2 separate regions of the Hordeum vulgare genome follow, and region 1 is linked to region 2. A link is a contact called in public Hi-C data. All regions are on one chromosome and are shown on one strand. Each heading gives the region's core, a stretch centred on a gene start, on an enhancer-like site or on the middle of the called end of the contact. The rest is flanking DNA. Distances are from core to core; before and after follow the strand shown.

Region 1 (6,269 bases), core at 1,768-4,267, 240 kb after region 2:
AAAAGGCCACTTGGCCACAATCGAACCACTTCAATGTTGCATATAACAGGACCACTTAAGAACATGTACAATAGATAAACATGAGCAAACACTATTGAGGAATTTGCATATAACATGACCACTTCAAATTTGCATATCCTAGTGTTTGACACTTCAAGAAAATCTACACAAATCTCTTGCTCTCTCAAACTCAATTCAAAAAGGTTCATAACTAGGGCTGGAACTATTGTTCACCTAAGTTAATTCATTGGGTATTCCTAAAGCAACAAAGGTTCTACACAAATAGAACCATTTTCACCTAGTGTTTGGTTTCCTACCACACATGGTTAGAATCACCTTAGTGCTAGATTGGTGAGATTACTTCGCAAAAACCACATATAGAGCATGCTCCAATAAATGTAAGAAGATTTGGTCACAACAATAACAACAATTAAAAATAGATTGGAGCATTTTCTATTAATCCCATCAGCGTAAAAATAAGCAACCCCAATCAGTATAAAGATACAAAATAAGATAGATGCATGCAAGTTTCAAGCATCATTCATAAAGTCGCGAAATGATGTTTTCAAGAACAATGTCACAAAGTAATAGTTCTAGCCATATCACAAGTTCCACCCAAGTTACATTAAAGTGTTTCACTACACATCAAAAGATCCACTCCCCAAAAGCAATGGTCATAGCACAAGTTCAACTCCCAAAAGCAGTGAGCAGACACATCACACGTTATCATGTCCTAATTACCAAAAGTTGTCATCTTCCAAAGTTCACAAGTTGTCATCTTCTAAACATCACAAGTGAGAAACTTGCAAACTTCACAGGTTGCTATCTTCTAAATGTCATCTTTCTCTAGCAATTGAGCACAATATTCACCTAGAGAGGAGGGTGGGGCTTACCGAGAGGCAGGGGCGTTGAGGGTGGATCAGGGGAGATGGTGGCGTGGAGGGTGGCTTTGGTGGAGGCGGGGCGGGTGACGGCGAGGGGGGCAGGGGCGGCGAGGAGCAGACGAGGGTGGCTCCGGGGGCGCATGGCTCCGGTGGCGGCGATGACACGTGGCTCTGGTGGTGGCTCCGGTGACGGTGACAGAGGGAGAGGTTCAGGGCGACAAGGGAGCAGGGGCGGCGAGGGAGAAGTTGGAGCAGGGACGGGGGCGGCGAGGGAGAAGTTGGAGCAGGGGCGGCGAGGAAGAATGGGGAATTGGGGGAGGGATGCCCGCGTGCGGGGGCAGGTCAAACTTAGCAGTAGCGCTCTTACACAGCAAGCGCTATAGCTACTTAGTTATAGCGCGTTATTTAGAAACACGTTGCTGCTGCAAAACTTAGTTGTAGCGCGGTTCTGAGAAGACAGCTACTACTATTACAAGCCTGGCAGCAACGGTTAGAACAGTCATGGTAGCAGCGCGTTTCATTTGAGCGCGCTACTGCTATTTGGGTAGCAGTAGCGGGCTTGTTCGCCACGCGCTACTGTTATTTAGCAGTAGCACTTTGTTTTAACACGCGCTACTGCTAAGATTCTGTGTATAAGCTTTTTCCTAGTAGTGTGTCCTCCATGCGCCGTCTCCATGTGCATCGGCAAAAAGACCGGTGAAGTGAAGCTACGGTCTCCGGCGAGGAAGAGTAGACCATGGGAGACAAATAGGCCCATATGGGACACAAGGTCTTGCTGCCTCTCATGCCCTACTCATCCTCAGAGGAGTCCACGCCTTGTTCGTCGTGGGTGGACGTGAGGTCCACCATGGAAATGATGGCACATAGGAGGCGCATCTGACGTTGTTCTGGTTCACGATCACCTACGACTGCGCCTCTGCGGCGACCACTTCGTGGTGAGCAGCGAGCACGGATGGCCTCGTAGATTGGGCGCTGCTCATGATGAAGTTAAGGTTCGCTGAGGCAATGGCTGCCATGGCCTCCTCCTCGCGCGTTCGCCATCGATTTGTCCCTCCGTCAGTTGGTGCTGCTCTAAGAGGAACATCTTGTGTCACGGTTCCTCCTGCGCCTGCTCGAACGCTGACATAGGCATCGTCGCAGGGTACTCCTCCGCCATGGCAGCGTTGAAGTGCGCCTGCACCTGCTCCATGGTGAAACCGGCGTGCACAGGTGCGCGCTCGGTCATAGGAGCCCGTCTCCATTGTGGGGTCGTCCTCGTCGTCGGAGATCTCAGACAAGCTGGCCGACATGTCATCCTCGATCCGCCTGGCACAACAGCTTTGCCAGGCGGACGCAAGGCTGGCCACCTAGTGCTTCATATTCGTCGAATGGCTCTCCGACAGAGCGGTTGCTGCCTGCAGTCATGGGGGACGTGGTGCAAGCAAGGAGTATGTTGAACGACTTGTGTTGTGGTATGGAGTTAGTCGGGGGTGGCCGCCTTTAAATAGCGGATTCCGATGAGGTCACACGTGTGGGCGCGTCAATAAGGCTCTCTGGTGTTGAACAAGCACGAACAATGGGGATGTGTCACTAGTGGCGTCCTTGGGCGGCGCACCGTTTCAATGCTGAAGACAGTGGGAGGTCATGTCCTCTGTGAGCCGACTTTAATATGAAGCGGACGCTTTACAATAACATGAATGTGAATAACTTGCGTTGGGTGAAAACACACGTGGATGAGAGAGGTGGTTTTTGGGTGGGCCATGTACGTGGGTACACGTGTGTGTTGTTTGCACGCTCACAATGCCCCATTAATTTGTCTTTAGTTTAGGAAGAAAAACCACGTCTGAACTGATCAACGATACGATACAGGTCCGACATATCGGTATCGTGTAATCCGAACGCTTGCGGACGATGTGGGGATGAACGTTAGAGATGTCCTAACCCAGCAAAGTAAAAAGTAAAAGAAAAAAGGCTGGTTCGTAAACCTGGCGTTCATTTGAAGTTATCACCCATCACCATCGAGGCAAAGATGTGTATATGCCCCGCGGGCTTTTTAATAGATAGAAGCCAAAAAAACTTAGCTCGTTTGGAACATTGCATATGTCGTTGTCCTTATTGTCTTGTGCTTGCGGAGGGACGGCTGGGGTTGTCACGCTCAGCATTCAACTTGTTTATTTGCAATTTGGGAAAGGGGATAGGCGGGGTTGCGGTCACGCAGGAGCGTCCGATCAAACAAAAATTGATCGCATAATTGCTTTTTTTTTTCCTAGGACGTCTTCTTTCATAAAAAAAACATCACGGCCCTGTTTGGAACCATCCAGATTATATAATCTGGTTTTTATAATCTATTGTATTTTCAAATAGGATAGCTTATATTGTAGATTTTATAAATTAGATGACCAGATTATTATAATCTCATAATCTGCTCTACCCCAGCTAAAATGAGATTATGGATTATAAATGACCTGTCACCCTTGTAAACTTCAAAAAAATTACGCAGTGTCACCGTCACTTTTCTATTTTTCCTGCATGGCCCGACTCTTCTTCCCCATCGCGTGGGTCCAATCCCCATCGCGCACGAACCAGCCTTCTCCACCGAGCGGTTCCAGTCACCATCGCGCCGACCCCTGCACCAACCCTAGGGCGCCGCCACTTCCCCTTAGTCCTGCAGTTTCAAACAGGGCCTAAAGAGTGGCTCCCCTAGCCTAGAAGCACCGCCCACCCGTTCTTCACCTGTCGCTGCCCTCAACGTCGGTCGTCATTGCTGCCCTCAACGTCGGTCGCTGCCGGTCGCCGTAGCCGGCTTCGTTCATGCAGGAGCCTGCTCCCGCTGTTGCACCTCCCGATGGCGAGGGCCGCAGCTCCGGTGCGACGGTCGCAGCTCCGATGGCAGCCGGCCATCCATCGTCGCTACGGTTGCAACGTCAAAATGGCACAGCTGTGTGGCTCATAGCCAATGAAACGGTGGTAGCAAGAACCTGTATCGATTTCAGCAAAACAAACATACGGTGGAAGCAGGAAAACGGGGCACTGGTTCCAGCAAAAAACTCCCACCGGGTGGAATCAAATACGTGAGACGGCGGTTTCAGTAAAAACACGATACAGTGGAAGAAAAATCAGACATCGGTTCCAGCAAAATCAAGACGAGGGTAGCAATAAAATGGGTCCAGCAAAATCAAAAGACTGTAGTAGCAAAATATAGGGTTTCGTTAGTGGTCGAAAAAACCTAAACCGTTGGAGAAAAGAACACCATGGTTCCAGCAAAAATGCGATGTCACTGTCGGTTGCAAACGAAACAATTTTGTTCGATGCACGTGTTAGGTTGATCTCTTCCCGAGTGGGTCCAACGGCCCACCGGACCCTGATCCACGCGTTTGATCGGGGGCGTCCAACCCGTTATGGTTGGTGGACCCTTGTGACCCGCGCTATATAAACAGAGGCAGGGGCTGGGGCACGACTCACGAGATTCGCCACCGCCACTTTCTTCACCTACACGCCCTATCAATCTAGGGTTGCACGGTACTCACAGGAAGCTTCACCGACGCCACACCTTTCCTCACTGTCGCCGCCGCCGTCACCACCTCACGATGGACGTCGGCGGGAGCTCATCAAGTGCAGGACAAGGAGGTTTCCACCTAATGAGTTGCCTTAAAGACGTTCCTACACTCAGAGGTGATAATTACTCTGAGTGGAGGAAGAAAGTTGACATGGCTCTTATCTGTGCTGAGGTGGATTCGGTTCTGGAGGAACCACGGCCCGTTAAACCTCCAAAGCCAGTCAGAGACACCAATGATGATAATAATGCATGGGAGAAAAAGAAGCGGGATCATGCTGCAGTGAAGATGTCCTACTCTATAAGCAACCAAAAGTGGGTAAATGCCAACAAAAAGTGTTTGGCATTTATAAAGAACACAATTGACATCGACATTATGGGCTCAATTGCAGAGTGCACTTCCGCGGAGGAGATGCTAGAAAAGATAAAGAGCAAGTTCACTGGCTCTTCAAAGACATATGCCACCCAGTTGATAAAACAACTGGTCACAGAGAACTACACTAGAGGTGGCCATGGCATAAGAGAGCATATCCTTCGGATGAGCAATACGGCAGACAAGCTCAAGCCCATGGATGCGGATCTGGAGATCAAACCATCTCTCCTCGTCCACCTGATAATGGCTTCGCTGCCAAAGGAATTTGAGACTTTTGTCGTGAACTACAACATGCAGCCTGATACATGGGACATAGAAAAGGCAATAGCTATGTGTTTCCAGGAAGAGGAGAGAATCAAAGCTTCACATGGTGGCTCCCTGAACTATGTGAAGGAAAAGAAAAATAATTTCCAACCCAACAAAGGTTCTCCTTCAAAGCCATATGGTAAAGGTCCCGCTTAATTTTCAACATCAGCAAAAGCCTCTTCCTGTGGACAGGGACACTTGTCTCCAGTGCAAGAAAAAAGAGCACTATAAAATGGATTGCCCTGAATGGCTAAAGGCCTTCATGGCAAAGAGAGGTAACTACTTCGTTTCCTTTGTTAATGAATCTCTGTATTTAAAGTTTTCAAAATCTACTTGATGGATGGACTCAGGTGCAACTGTTCATGTTGCAAACTCTTTACAGGGATTCAGTTCGACGAGGATCATGCAAAGAAAAGGAAGAAGTATTGAAGTCGCAAATGGTGTCCAAGCAGAAGTTGAAGCTGTCGGTGACGTCTCCTTGGAGCTAACCGAAGGATTCAAGATTTTGCTTAGAGATGTTCTGTTTGTTCCTTCATGTAATAGAAATTTAATTAGCGTCTCATGTTTGGATAAAGACAATTATGAATGCTTTTTTGGACATGGCAAATGTGCCATTTGGTATAATAATGCTTATGTGGATGATGCTTTCCTTCACAATGAGCTTTATTTATTATCACTTCGTGAAAAAGTGCATTATGCATATAATGTGAATGAGCAAAGTTCATCGTCGAACAAAGAACAAAAGAAAAGAAAGAGAACTCACAACTCATCGAAATTATGGCACTGTCGCTTGGGCCATATTTCCACGGGGAGAATAGAAAGATTAGTCAAAAGTGAAATTCTTCCTCCGTTGGAGTTCTCTAACTGAGAACAATGCATAGATTGCATTAAAGGAAAGTATGTAAAACAAGTCAAAAAGGGTGCAAACCGAAGCACAGGAACACTGGAAATAATTCACACTGACATTTGTGGACCATTTCCTGTGAAAAGTGTGGAAGGCTATGATTCGTTCATAACATTCACAGATGATTACTCCCGCTTCGGTTATATTTATCCAATCAAAAAAAGAAATGAAGCATTGGTTAATTCAAAATATTCAAAGCTGAAGTAGAAAATCAGCTTGATAAAAAGATAAACATAGTGAGGTCTGACCGTGGGGGAGTACTACAGTCGA
Region 2 (5,932 bases), core at 1,745-4,244:
CATAACAAACATATGACTTCTTATGTCCCATGCGAAGAAGCTGAGCTTATATCATGTGCAGGCCACTTTACTCAAGCATTGTTCAATTGAAAATGTTCTTGGGTTACATATGATCATATCTTCATCTTTCGAGTACAATTCCCCGAGGTATCGCTCCAAACCTAACGGCCAGCATCATCAACTCCGCCTAGTATCCATCTTCTACCTCCTCCTTTCCCAGTGTCGTTGCCTCCTTCCTTCTCTATAGTCGATGTCTCTTACCTCTCCATCCTCCATTATCCTTGCCACTACTAGATACTAATGGTCAAGCTAAGTCCCGACACTGGTCAATGAAGGTGTCGACGGAGAGGTGTATGCACTGCTAGCATTCGACTGTGAGAAATGATCTATTGGTAATGACTTGAGGGGAAGGATATGGTTGTGCAGTGGTGGCGGTGGTTTTTCGGCTGGCCCAACTCCCATCTACAAGTACAAGGACCACAAACCGCAACCTTCTACGTCCCAGTGAAACGGTCATATGCTTAAGCACATAGGTGGCGTCGTGGGCATGTGTTGCTAGGTAGTTGTCGCAACAACACAGTGGGTGTTGGACCTTCAGATCCAATGTCAACGACGAGTATGTTTTGTCGCCCAATGCTACCAACACGGGCTAGGAAAACGGAGAATGAGGACGATGTGGGTTGCTTGAATTAGGATTTTGGCGGTGTTAGTGACCTTAATCCTTCACAAATCTTCATTGCATGTGCGGCGACGACCTTCCTTGATCCAAGCCTTTGGTGACGATTGACACTTGTTGGGGCTTGAGCGTGTGCTTGTGCAGGCATGGTCTTCATTTACATGACATCTGAGGTTAACATCATGCTACACATATAGGTACTAGCACCGTCGAAGTGGTGGTGACAACACATAATGACTTTGATTTGGTGGTGCTCTTCTCGAACCTAGTCTCGAGCACCTCTGTGAAAACCCTAGGTCTGACCGTAGTTGATTATACCTGGCATCGACATAGGTGGTGTTTTTTTTGCGTCGTTACCTTGTTGAAGGCATCACTCGGACTTTTATCTTCAAGGCGAAAACACAATATCTGACATTTGTTGGTTGGATCTGGTGAGGCGGCGCTTGAGCGTGTTTCTCTTCCTGTAGCGTTGTTGCTGAAGAACTTTTTCTCGTTGTCCTTGTGATGTCAAATGGTGGTTGGTGCGGATAGTCGTTGTTGTAGTTCGTCGATCAATATTTTTTCTTTTTTTTTCTTTTTTTTTCACCCCTTGGATATAACTTTAGTTTTATATGACTTTGCTTTTGTCGGCATGATTCTTCACACACACACATGAGCGTGTGTGAATTTCTGTTGGATGAGTGCATCACAGTCGTGTAGAAGATGATTGTGTGCTCATTGTGTTTGTATTAACTTACTGCTTTATTTTGAGTCAATAAAATTCACCATTTGTTGGAATAAACGATTATATATTTGGATAAGTACTTGCAAGTTCATATAGTATAAGGAGTATGCACCAATCATTCTTTTCCCACTTACTATAGTAACCTAGCAGTAGGGGTTGCCAATCTTCCCCATCTCCCCAACATGGCATGTGTCACCTTCCCTTCGTTTGTCGATCCAGGGTGCGGAGCCAAGGCTTTGGTCAAGTGATGATAGGTTGGGAATAAATTTAGCTTTGTCTTCGATCAGCAAGGACAAGGGATGGCGTCATCCTGTTTGTGGAATAAGGTCTTCCCGCTTCGCCTTTGTTTCGATGGTGCTTCTTTGTATTGTCAGGAGGTCGGTGGAGGATCATGTGTCATGGGGTCCGATTATTCTCGTGTGGCTTGTTATAAAGTAGTATGGTCTACGTGGCGTTGACTTGCAGACAGGGCAATGTGGTTGTGCGTGTTTGATGCTCCGACACCGGTTTCAACCAAGAAGATTTGCTAGCCTCAACCTCGTTGAAGGAGCGTGTGGAATTTGTGTTCCCCGACTCCGTCTAGCTAGACCGAGGGGGGGGGGGGTCTATAGACCCTCTTCGACGTTTTATCCAATATATTGCTTCTACATCCCAATTTGCTACTCAGTCGTGATCGTCGACCTCTATTAGTCTACATCGATGAATTCTTTGTCGTTGCTTCTGCAAGTTCATGTGTTTCAATAAATTTGATTTGATGAGATGAAGGCCCGAAGATGCCAACAAGCTTTACTCACGATGTGGGGTCGGTAAATGTAGGTGGGAGAAGACTTTTGCAGTTTAAAGGACTTTAATGTATTTTTTTCAGTTTTTTATAAGGGTGTTTTTGTAAGGGCACATGCTAATCAATATGGGGTCTTTAGCCTTTTTGAAAGAAAAAACATTGTATAATATTTGCTAAAATATACAAAGAAATAGATAGAATATACTCGTAGTAGGTTGCATGAGCAATTCGTTGTACAAAATCCGCCCTCGTTTGGGATGCAATTTATCTAGTACAACACCATTTGTTATATGATATAAGTATCTTCTAAGATAATTGCCAATCGTGTAGCTTTTGTGTCGTCCAATTTTGCTGAGAACATAGTAGCGGTAGGTTAAAAGAACATACAAACTTCAGGAAGATGCAGGGCGGCGAGCTTTTCGAAAGCAAAAAGGACACAGGTTATTGGATTTATGTGGAGGCTTATCGAGCAAGTCATCCAAAAAGGTCGTCAGGTTTTGCAGATACGACCTCCTTGCAGCGAGGCCACCGGCCTATCCATTATCTCCTTCTTCTTTCCTTATCCGTTCATGTATTCTAGCGCCATTATTTCTGCAAAACCGGATGCATTTGTTTGTAGTGCAAAATTGCAGTTCGCTACGTTTCATTTTTTAAAATAAATAACGTGCCGGAGCATATATCATACAGAACGAAGTCTTCAGTACGTAGTTGATTCCTGATTGAAACAATAAAATACGTCCACATTGTCTGCCGTAGAGTGCAATTATTTTTTGCCATGTCACCTGCCCAGGTGTACGTTCGCGACAAATTTGTAGCGAAAAGCGACACGTGGTAGTAGACTCTCTCGGCACGCAACGTATGCACCTTTACGGACCAAACCAGTACCTCCTCGTGCGACGAGTGAGACCGTGAAGCGTGAAGGTATTCTGGAACTAGTCGAAGGAACTACGAAGTTAACTAAATAAAACTAGTCTTGCTAAAAATAAATAAACTAGTCCGACTGTTGTCCAAATATACTTTTGTTCTAATAAACCACATCCTTCTCTAGATTTGGGGGGAATGTGTATTCGAGGGAAATGTTGGGCAGAGACAGTAACGTGTGTAGGGTCCGCCGATGTGTTTCTTCCTTGTTACTCGGGTGATGCAATAAAGCGAGGACTGCGTGTGGACGCCCTTTTTTCTCCTTTGGTTTTCGTAAACGTGCACGTGTGTTCATTGATATTTTTATTACATCACTTTTTGAAGAATGTGATACGCAGCACAGATGTAATGCATCACCCTACAAGAGTATCACACGATAAGACTTTTAAAAATATCAACGTGCCTTATTGGAGAATGGTCAATGAAAACTCTCATGATTTACGCATCCCAAGGCATAACAACATTTTTTTTCTTCTGAAATGGCTTCCCAGCGTTCTCGTAAAAATAAGATGGTCATCCTGGATGATAATGGGGACGAATTCATTGCTCATGAGCACAAATCCGTTATCCTGCGATCCTACTTCTCCATCCTTCTTGGATCCACTCCCATGCCGATCTTGAAGTTTAACATCTCCGACCTCTACCCTGACCACATTCCTGAGTTGTTGCACTTGGACGACCCTTTTACCCTTCAAGAAATCCAAGATGCTTTCTTCCCGATGAACCCGCTCCGTTCCCCATCGAAGGCCTGTGGTGTCTAGGGCGGCGACCCTACTTGGCGAGGCGTCGTCGTCGGACGGCCGACGATGCTCGCAGGTGGATGCTGGCTTGCGTGCTCGGCTGTGTGGGCGGCGGGCCATAGTAGGCGCATGGGTGCGGCGTGGAGTCCCTCTGCGTCAGATCTGGAGGTGCACATCCCCTCTCTCGTGTTCCCTCCCACTCGCCTTGCCTATGGTCGCGATTCGGTCGCGTGGTCTCGCTCTCATGACGTTTGGTGGAGCAGCTTGGGTCTAGGGGAAACCCTGGCCGGTCCAAGGGCGTCCCTTCCTCCATGAGGGCGTTGTCGATGATCCCCAACTCTCCATCCTAGCCCCTGTCCTGGTAAAAACCCTCAACCCGCTTGGATTTGGCGACGGCGGCGTCGTGTGCGTCGTGACCTCCCTGGGGGCGTCGCAAGTTGGAAGGTGCTTAGATGGGAGGATTTGCACGCGAGGGTATGTGGTTTGCTTGTGTCCCATGATTGTGCATCTGTGCTGCGGGCTGGAGGCACTCGCGTCTCTTCTGGCTGGGTCTCTCCAGTGGCCGTATGTGCCACTCAGTTCCGGCGATGCGGCGTCTCGATCCTGACGGAAGGGGATAGGGTTCCCCTTCTGAGCGGCGGTGACACGACGCTCATTGGAGACACCCGAGCTTCACCACGGTGGTGCTCTGCTTCCCTTGCCTCTTGCACTAGTATGGTTCCTGTTGCGTCCTTTTCTGCATTTAGTTCCTAAAGCTCTCCGTCTCCAACTAGTTGGGCGGGAATCGTGGCGGTGCTGTGGGCATGGCATTTCCCAATTCGAGGTGCTCGCCCTAGGTTCACCTGTCGTTGCGAGGGGCAGACTCTTCTTGTGCTTGGGGGAGCTTCTTGGAATCCCGACGATTCAGTGCCTACTAGCCATGGCGAGGGGGAAGGGTCCCTCTTCGGTGACAGAGAAGGAAGATTGTGTTGTCACCTACCCCATAGGTGTTTCTAGCGCAAGGTTATTTTTGATGGTGGCAATGGCCTGCTCTGCTTGTTCATCCTTTATTTCATGATCCTAGTGTGGAGTGCTCGGCCTCTAGCAAGGTGTAATTTTCATTTTCATTTCATTAGTTGCTTCTAGAGGCTGGTGTTCGGGTTGCTTTTCAGCGTGCCACATTGTACCAGTTTGGCCATTGTAATCTGGGTGTGTCTTGTAATTCCTGGCCGGTTGATGGCTTTGTTAATTCAAAGTCGGGCTCATCGTGATCCTTCGTTCCAAAAAAAGTTTGTGCCCCGACGGGCTGGGTTCGGGCTTCTATCGTCGCTTCTCGCACTTGTTTAAGCATGTTGTCCTCCCCTTTTTTTGATATTTCTTCGCTATGATGGTCTCTGTCGAACGCCTCAATAGAGCTCACATGATCCTCCTTCCTAAGAACGAGTCTGCTAGAACGCCTGGCGCTTTTCGACCTACCTCGCTTCAAAATTGCTCGCCAAAAGCTATCGCTAAAGTCATCACCAATAGGCTTAAGCCGCTTATCCCCCTCCTTGTCCATAATAACCAAACATGCTTCATCTCTGGCCGCAGTATCGTGGAAATCTTTATTTTTGCGGCCGACATTCTTAGTGTTTGCCACCTTAGGAAGGCTCCGACCATGATCTTCAAACTTGACTTTTGGAAAGCATTCGACTCCATGTGCTCGGACTTTCTCCTACATATCCTCGTTGCTAGGGGATTTCCCACTAAATGGGTCGCCTCGATTAAGAATCTTCTCGTCTCTAGCCAAACCTCCATCCTTCTCAAAGTCATCCTGAGAAATTGGACCGCTTGCTAGAATGGCCTTCGACAAGGGTACCCGCTCTCCCTACCTCTTTATCATTGTTGCAAACCTGCTGCAACGCCAAATTCTCCATGCCTTTTGCCCGAACGATCTTTGCTATCCAATCTACCATGACCGACCTCCCACTATCCTTCAATACGCCAACGACACTCTCATCATTACCCACACCTCGTGCTCGGTGTTGGAAATATGCCCTAGAGGCAATAATAAAATAGTTATTATTATATTTCCTTGTTCAAGGTAATCGTTTATTATCCATGCTAGAATT

What was found. Hi-C and Micro-C count contacts between places; a contact is called where the count stands out from the background.
Region 1: a Hi-C map of leaf shows a contact between it and region 2, with 3 times the contacts expected there. The contact joins two enhancer-like sites. A contact is called at or near these places in 2 of 6 Hi-C or Micro-C datasets (leaf and seedling).

What each region holds. Positions count from the first base shown.
Region 1 is chr3H:49,140,699-49,146,967 of MorexV3_pseudomolecules_assembly, forward strand. No RefSeq gene overlaps it. Among protein-coding and RNA genes, the nearest start is that of LOC123442918, 300 kb to the left of the region's middle. Within about 2 kb of position 3,018, at least 2 of the 3 cell types and tissues checked have open chromatin away from gene starts, as enhancers often do. A contact at or near this core is called in leaf, where this site is marked.
Region 2 is chr3H:48,901,672-48,907,603 of MorexV3_pseudomolecules_assembly, forward strand. No RefSeq gene overlaps it. Among protein-coding and RNA genes, the nearest start is that of LOC123442918, 59 kb to the left of the region's middle. Within about 2 kb of position 2,995, at least 3 of the 3 cell types and tissues checked have open chromatin away from gene starts, as enhancers often do. A contact at or near this core is called in leaf, where this site is marked.